Linked DNA regions of Mus musculus: region 1 is linked to region 2. A link is a contact called in public HiChIP or PLAC-seq data. All regions are on one chromosome and are shown on one strand. The core of a region is the stretch at or near the end of the contact, and the rest is flanking DNA. Distances in the headings are between cores, read along the strand shown. Region 1 has its middle 75 kb from the start of Gm31542. Region 2 holds the start of Txndc15 (thioredoxin domain containing 15).

Region 1 (3,696 bases), core at 1,111-3,610, 270 kb after region 2:
CTCCTGTCTCTCTCTTCCCCTGCCTGGCCCAGTACCTGCCTCCCAGATCTCACTTGAATAGCAAGATGACTGCCCATCCCTACCTTGGCCCTACAGTCATCTCTTAAGCCCCAGAACCACCCTTTAAACTCAAGACTGGTTGCGGTTCATCTGCTTCACCCCTCCCCTCCCCACACCCCACCCTATCCCACCTCACCCCACTCCACTCCATACACAGTAGGCACTCCAACCACACATGCATAATGAGTGTTTATCTCTGAGGTTCAACAAGGCCCTCCAGCTGTCCCAGCTCGGCTCCTGGGGATTCTCTTGGAGTCCAGGCATCTTTTCTGTGGTCCTACTCACTCTTACCCAGAAGCCCTCAGCTCTAGGACCAGCTAAGGGGGGGGGGCATGCTATTCCATAGATGCTTTCCCGGGGGAGAGCCGGCAGGTTCTGCTGTGGCTGGCAGCTTTCTGCTTCTGGGGGGCTGGGTGTATTGCAGTCTTTGTAAGTGGGATTATTCCCCAATGTCAGAAGGGCTTCTGCTATTTATAAGGACTCAGGGGTTAACGCCAGCAATCTTTTGTTGAGGTGAATAATTTGCAGTAAACAGCAGCTAATCTGTTTTTTTTTGCGACTTAGTTGATTGCAGGTACTAAAAGAGCTTTGTCTCTGAAAACAGGGTGCTGTTGACTGGCTGGAAGTCTTCCCTGGAAGCAGGTTCAGCGGCTTGTATCTTGCTTTCCCTTCCAGCTTCAGCAATGAGGTAATGGCCATGTGATGGTGCCCACAAGTACCCCATCACTGCCCTCCGTGTGCTCTCGCTCTGCTCTAGCACGGTAACTGCCTCATCTTTCTCTGTATCCTCGCCTCTCTGGGTTACAGGGCACCCCCAGTGGCTGCGTATTGATACTGTTGTGACTGATGAGGTAGGGTCTAATAGAGAGAGGCTCCCCACATTTCTTTCAGGCATTGTTGCTGGCTTAGTGTGGGAGCCAAAGCATCAGTTCCTCGTGGATAGGGCTGGCTCTAGATCGAGGGCTTTGAAAAGGGCATCACGGCTTAGCTCCAGAGATTCTCCAAGGACTAAATTGACCAGTTGACAAATGGCTGGCTCTGCAGTGTAAGAGTTTATTTAAAGCTTGGTGTCTGTTTCTAAGGCATATCCACACCTGGTTCACCGAACTTCTCTTGGCCTCCGTCTCCCTACTGTGCGTTGTTGGCAAATGGTGCTGTTATCTCTCTGCTACCACAACTATGGCAAACACCACAAGGAAACTCCAAGAACAGGGCTCTCAGCAGATAACCTGGCCAGCCAGTCGGTGTTCCTCAGTGCAGACTTGCTTCCTGGGGGCTGATTACTCAGAAATCATCTGGGATGGAACAGGTGGAAGGACCAGGTCCCAGGGCGCTGGACCTGGCTCAGAGTTGGGGGATAGGTAGACACAATGCTGGATGCGCTTCAGGCAGGTTGTTGTTTAGATGGAGTCTCACATTTGGGACAATGGTCCAACCAGAGCCCAAATGGAGCGTTCCTGTTTGTTCCTCTCTGTGCATTCCAAAGTTGGTGGGTGCCTTTAAGAGAAGGCTTTGCCTTCCCAAGTAAGTTTTCCAGTTCCCATGGATCCTTGGTCATCCTGAAGTTGATAGGTCCTGTTTAGGCCTGGGTGCTGGCTTCTCAGGTTTTGAGGTCAGAGGTGCCCTGGGAGAGGGCTGGGTACAGGGAGTTCTTGGGTGTGCAGAAGGAAGGCAGGGAGTGTAGCTGTCTCCCCAGGAGTCTCAGGAAGCTTAGAGTGACCTATAAGAGTCCTTATCATGAGGGGTGTGTCTGAGCGCCACTGTGATTGTGGTGGAGCAGCGGATGTAGATCACCTACCTAAGTGAAGTCTGGGGGCTGGGCTTGAGGACAGGGTTTGCTTGCTCGAATGGTCAGAGGTCCGAGGCTGTCGGTGACGATCCCTTTTGTGTGTGTCTCTGTCTTCCCCTCCTCTTTTTTCTTTACATTTTGCTTAGACAATTTAATAAAGACATTGTATAGCCAAACAGTCCAGACCACAAATGTAAGCAAATCCAAACCCAGGCCCCTTCCCCAAGCTTTCTCTAAGAGGTCAGGTGTCCCTGATTGTGAATTCTGGGCATCTCAAACAGGCTCTTTCCTCTGCCCTGGTTACACCATTTAACAAATTCATTTGGGACAGGCACAGAGGTGAAGATGGAGAAGAGAAATAACTGCCTTTTCTTCTTAAGTGTCCCCCGGACACCATTCCGGCTTGGAGGATTCTCACTAATCTTATCCCTGTCAGAAAAGGAACGATAAAGCAGCTCGGGCTTTAGAAGCAAATCCCCTTCCTGGGCTCGCTCGCTGGGTTTCTGCGATCCCCACTACTGAAGCAGCTTGCCGCCAGCCAGGCTTCCTCTCTGAGAGAGAGGGCTAGGACATGAGGATTTCGCAATACAATTCCTGCACTTTTCATATTTAAATTTGCTTCACTTTTTGGTTTGACTTCCCACTGACCCTTGAAGAACTGGAGTATTTTAAGGAGAGAGAGGGACAGATCTCATTATAGGAAATGAGAAAAATGGGGCAGAGTTTGAAAATGTTTAATGACTGAAACACGATGTTCCAAGTCGCTATTGTATCAGGGTTGAAGTCACTGTTTGGTTACAAGTCTGTTAGGTCTAAGCGGGGTTGATGACATCTGTTTAATTTTAGATGTCTGGAATACATTCTGAAAGTAATGAAACCCAAATGTATGACCAAATTAGAGAACAATTTTATCTGCGACAGAGAAAGTTTTAAAATCAGAGCAAACATTACAACTGAACAAAACTTTAAAAGACCCATCAAGGCTTTGGTCATCTTGCCTTGACTTTTTCCCAGTGGGTCTCCACGGTTGGGAGAACGTTCCTTGTGTTTTTTTTTTTGTCTGTGCACCTCAGACATTATTATGTAATTTGATACTCATTTTCTTGAACTTTCTCTGGATGCATGCTCCGTACTGTATGGTCCTCTCAGAAGAGACCATATTTATGTAAGTGAAGACCCTCTGCCAGGCAGCTGGAGTGGTAAGCCAAAGACTCCTCCCACAATGCTCAAGGCCTCTTGTCCACCCTCACATACCGGGCTGACCTGTACCAGGCTGTCAGAGCCGCCTCATCCCTGTTTTCTCTGAGTCCTGTCCATGTGAGGAGGAGCTTGGGCATACAGGGATACTGGGTCAGGTAAGGTGGGGTTCTCCTCTCCCCACCCCCCACCTTCCCCCCACCCCCAGGTTCTGTTATGGTAAACTCTTCCTGCTGTTGGGCAGAGAATGCAAGGAACTCTTCCTCATGGTCCTTACATAGCCAACATGTAGGATGATGGAGGTCTCCTTTACTGCTCCCATTCTGGGAAGCCCCACAAGAGTGGGGTCAACAGATCGGCAGTCTCATGTCCTCTCCCTACTGCCAGAGTGGCCCCAGGGTCTAACATCCTTCTCTGTCCATGGTGAGACCTGTGTGTGGAGACAGGAAGCAGATGACAAAGGAGGTTTTATAGATGCTTTAGAAGTTCTCCTGCCAGGCCAGGTGAGTCTGTCCCTAATAGATGCCTCTGTCTTCCAGTTATTTGTGTGAGTATATGCCTCGTCCACTCTGGTATTGATTCATGTCCTCTTCTGGAAACTCCTTCTCTGCTGAGTTCCTCCAGCCCCAACTTCTGCTTCATCAGGCTTC
Region 2 (3,233 bases), core at 291-2,790:
GCCATCTCTCCAGCCCACTAGCTTGCTCTTTATGGTTTGCTCAGCCTGTTTTCTTATAGAACCCAGAATCAACATGCCTGGGTGGCCCCACCTACAATGGGCTGACCCTCCCACATCAGTCACTAATTAGGAAAATGCTCTGTAGGTTTCCTACAGCCCCACCATATGGAGGCATTTTCTCAGTTGAGGTTCCCTCCTCAGATGACCGTAATTTCCCATTTTGTCAAGATTGTAGTAAAAATTAAACTTTTATTAAAATTTTTTATTTAAATAAAAATTATTTACATTTTATGTTTCTGGGTGCTTTGCTTGCTTGTATATATGTGTGCACAGTATGGTACTGATGGAGGCAGTACTGGATCCTAGGAGCTGGAGGTGAAGAAGGCTGTGAGCTGCCATGTGGGTGCTGGAGATCAAACCCTGGTCCTGTGTTCTTAATGAGTGAGTCACTCCTCCAGGCTCAGGCTCTGAGCTTTAAATGCCAGACACTTACAGGACTTAAGTACTCAGGTTAGAGGCACATGCTTTGGAGTTTGAGTGACAGTGGACTAGTACCCAGCTACTAAGTTACTAAGTATTACAGCGTCTTGACTCAGATTGCCAAGACCTTTGGTTCATAACCCTTGGCCTTCTTCGAGAGCAGTATGTACTCTTAATCTCAAAGTTATCTTCCCCTCTCCCCTCCCCCTTTCTGCTCTCATCTCTTCAACTCCCTTCCCCTCCACTCTTTTCTCCTTCCTTTTCCCACCTCTCATTTTTGAGACAAGGTCTCATTCTGAAGCCCAGGCCAGTTCTGGAATTCATGATGTAGCCCAGACTGGCTTGGAACCCACAGTAATTCTCCTGCCAGAAGAGGGCATCAGATCTCATTATGGATGGTTGTGAGCCACCATGTGGTTGCTGGGATTTGAATTCAGGACCTCTTGAAGAGCAGTCATTGCTCTTAACTGCTGAGCCATCTCTCCAGCCCCCCTAAGTGTCATTATCTTAGGAGTCCCAGTGTTAAAACCAACCAACCAATTTGCCAGAAGTAGCAAATTATAGGATAGACAGTTACATACACACATACAGCAGTTATGCGAAGTTCAAATTTTTTTTTTTTTTTTAAAACTTCAGTCTTCGGACCTTCGGAAGAGCAGTCGGGTGCTCTTACCCACTGAGCCATCTCACCAGCCCGCGAAGTTCAAATTTAACTGGATCTATCCTCTGTCTGGCAACACAAGCTAGTGCAACATGCTGAAGTAATACATCAGACTATCTGTGATTTCCCAAGGTTCTGTCCCTCCTCCATTGTGCACAAGTTTCTTGGCCTTTTTGTCTCTTGAAATGAAAGGTATTAACTCCGCACACAGGTTCAGTACGTGTCGCAAGCAGCGAGGAGTTCTCATGGGAATGGCTATTGATGGCTGCTCGAATCCTACTTTGATACTTGTTCCCCAAAAGCGGCTTCCAGTACAGGTCGCACAGGCCTGGCTAGAGGCCGACCGCCCGACTCCAAGATGGCGTCTGCAGCGTCGGCCAGGAGTCAAGATGGCGGCCCGCGGCCACGCCTGCGCTCTGGGCTCTCCTCCCCGTAGTCTCCCTGGGGCGGGGGGTGCGACTCCGGTTGCCGGTGCGCCGATTTTCTTCCACCGCGGTGGCTGTCGCCGCGGCTCCCTGTCGCGCGCCATGCAACTCCTCTGCTGGTGGCAAGTCCTGCTGTGGGTGCTGGGCCTTCCGGCCCACGGCCTGGAGGGTGAGTGCGGATCGGGGTCCGGCGAAGGCGGCTGCGTGGGGCGACGCGCTGCCACCCGCGGGCGGTGCGGGACGGTGCGTGGCGGTGGGGGTGCTGGGCGGCGGAGGCCGAGCCTGCCCAGGCCCCTCGGCGGGCCTGGCCCGATACCCTCTGCGATGCGCACTTTATGATCAGCCGTCAAACGCAGACACCTGACTTTTGTTGTGTCCTGATTAGAATCCCAGAGCTCAGATCTCCTCCAGTCCTTCCAGCCGCCGCGGGAGACTGCTTCCGTTAATACCTTCATTTCACAGGCTGGAGACGAGGAGGCTCGGAGGGAATAAGCTATTTGCCTGTTCGCACTTAGTAGTAATATCAGAGCCTGAGGTCTCTCCGACTTCAAAGTTCACGCTGGAGTTCGCTCTTGCTGGGCCACTGTTTGAAAGTGGCCACTCTAGATTAGTTGGGATCTGTCTGAAGAAAACACCAAAAACCAACATCAGATTCCTGGGGCCCGTGTTTATGTGGGGACCCCTTTAAGTGGGTAAAGGAGCCACTCTGTGCTAGAGTGGGGAGCAGAGAGAGGCCTTCTTAGTTCATGGCTCTTTTATCCACTCCTATTAAAAGACCATTTCTTTCTTTCTTTTCTTTTGGATTCATTTATTTATTTTTAGTTGATTAGTTAGTATTTTTTTGAGACAATGTTTCTCTCTGGAACCTGGCTGTCCTAGAAATTACTCTGTAGGCCAGAGATCAAGAGATCTGCTTGTCTCTGCCTCCCGAGTGCTGGGATTAAATTCCACCACTGCCTGATTTACATCAAACATTTTTTGTTGCTATTGTCCTTTGTTTTGAGACAGCTCAGACCGACCCCCCCTCCCCCCAATCCTCCTGCCTGCCTAGGGCTGTTTCCATTTAGGGATGCCCAACCTGGAACTGAGACTCAGGACCTAAATCCTCTTTCAATATTATGCAGCCATAGATGAGGGCCTGAGATGGAAGCCAGTGTCTGTCAGATCTCACAGCCAAAAATTGAAATTTTCAATCTATTTAATCACTAGCCTTTAAAATGAAGATGTAAGTGGGGCAGTGGTGGTGCACACCTTTAATCCCAGCATTTGGGAGGCAGAGGCAGTCGGATTTCTGAGTTCGAGGCCAGCCTGGTCTACAAAGTGAGTTCCAGGACAGCCGGGGCTGTACAGAGAAACCCTGTCTCGAAAAACCAAAAAAAAAAAAAAAAAAAAAAAAAAGATGATATATGGAATAGTTGGCTCTCTAGACTTCTTTCTCAAAAAGAAGGCACTGGAACAAGCAGAGAATGGGGTCAGAGTGTTGTAATAAGTCTCGGCACCCTCCATCAGTGTTTATTACAGGCCTGTGGTGTTCCTGACCAGAAAGCAGCAAGGCTGGGAAACTGCTCCCTTTGGCCTGTGCTAGCTGTCTGAAGGTTCTAGACGGGTTCAGCAGCTGCCACCAGATGTGGTGGCACAGGCCTGTGATCTTACCCCAGCGTAGGTGG

What was found. HiChIP or PLAC-seq counts read pairs in DNA pulled down with a chosen protein or histone mark.
Region 1: a contact with region 2 is called in an H3K27ac HiChIP or PLAC-seq map of embryonic stem cells, with 3 times the contacts expected there. The contact joins the enhancer-like site here to the promoter of Txndc15 in region 2. A contact is called at or near these places in 1 of 39 promoter capture datasets (cranial neural crest), 2 of 484 Hi-C or Micro-C datasets (the AtT-20 cell line and embryonic stem cells) and 4 of 115 datasets of contacts at active chromatin or transcription factors (embryonic forebrain, embryonic stem cells, neural tube and 1 more).

Annotation. Positions count from the first base shown.
Region 1 is chr13:55,983,196-55,986,891 of GRCm38.p6, forward strand. No RefSeq gene overlaps it. Among named protein-coding and RNA genes, the nearest start is that of Gm31542, 75 kb to the left of the region's middle. Within about 2 kb of position 2,361, at least 11 of the 459 cell types and tissues checked have an H3K27ac peak or open chromatin away from gene starts, as enhancers often do.
Region 2 is chr13:55,713,110-55,716,342 of GRCm38.p6, forward strand. It overlaps Txndc15 (thioredoxin domain containing 15), which reads left to right and starts at 1,541. Exons shown (of 5, transcript NM_175150.3): 1 at 1,541-1,735. The coding sequence starts at 1,669.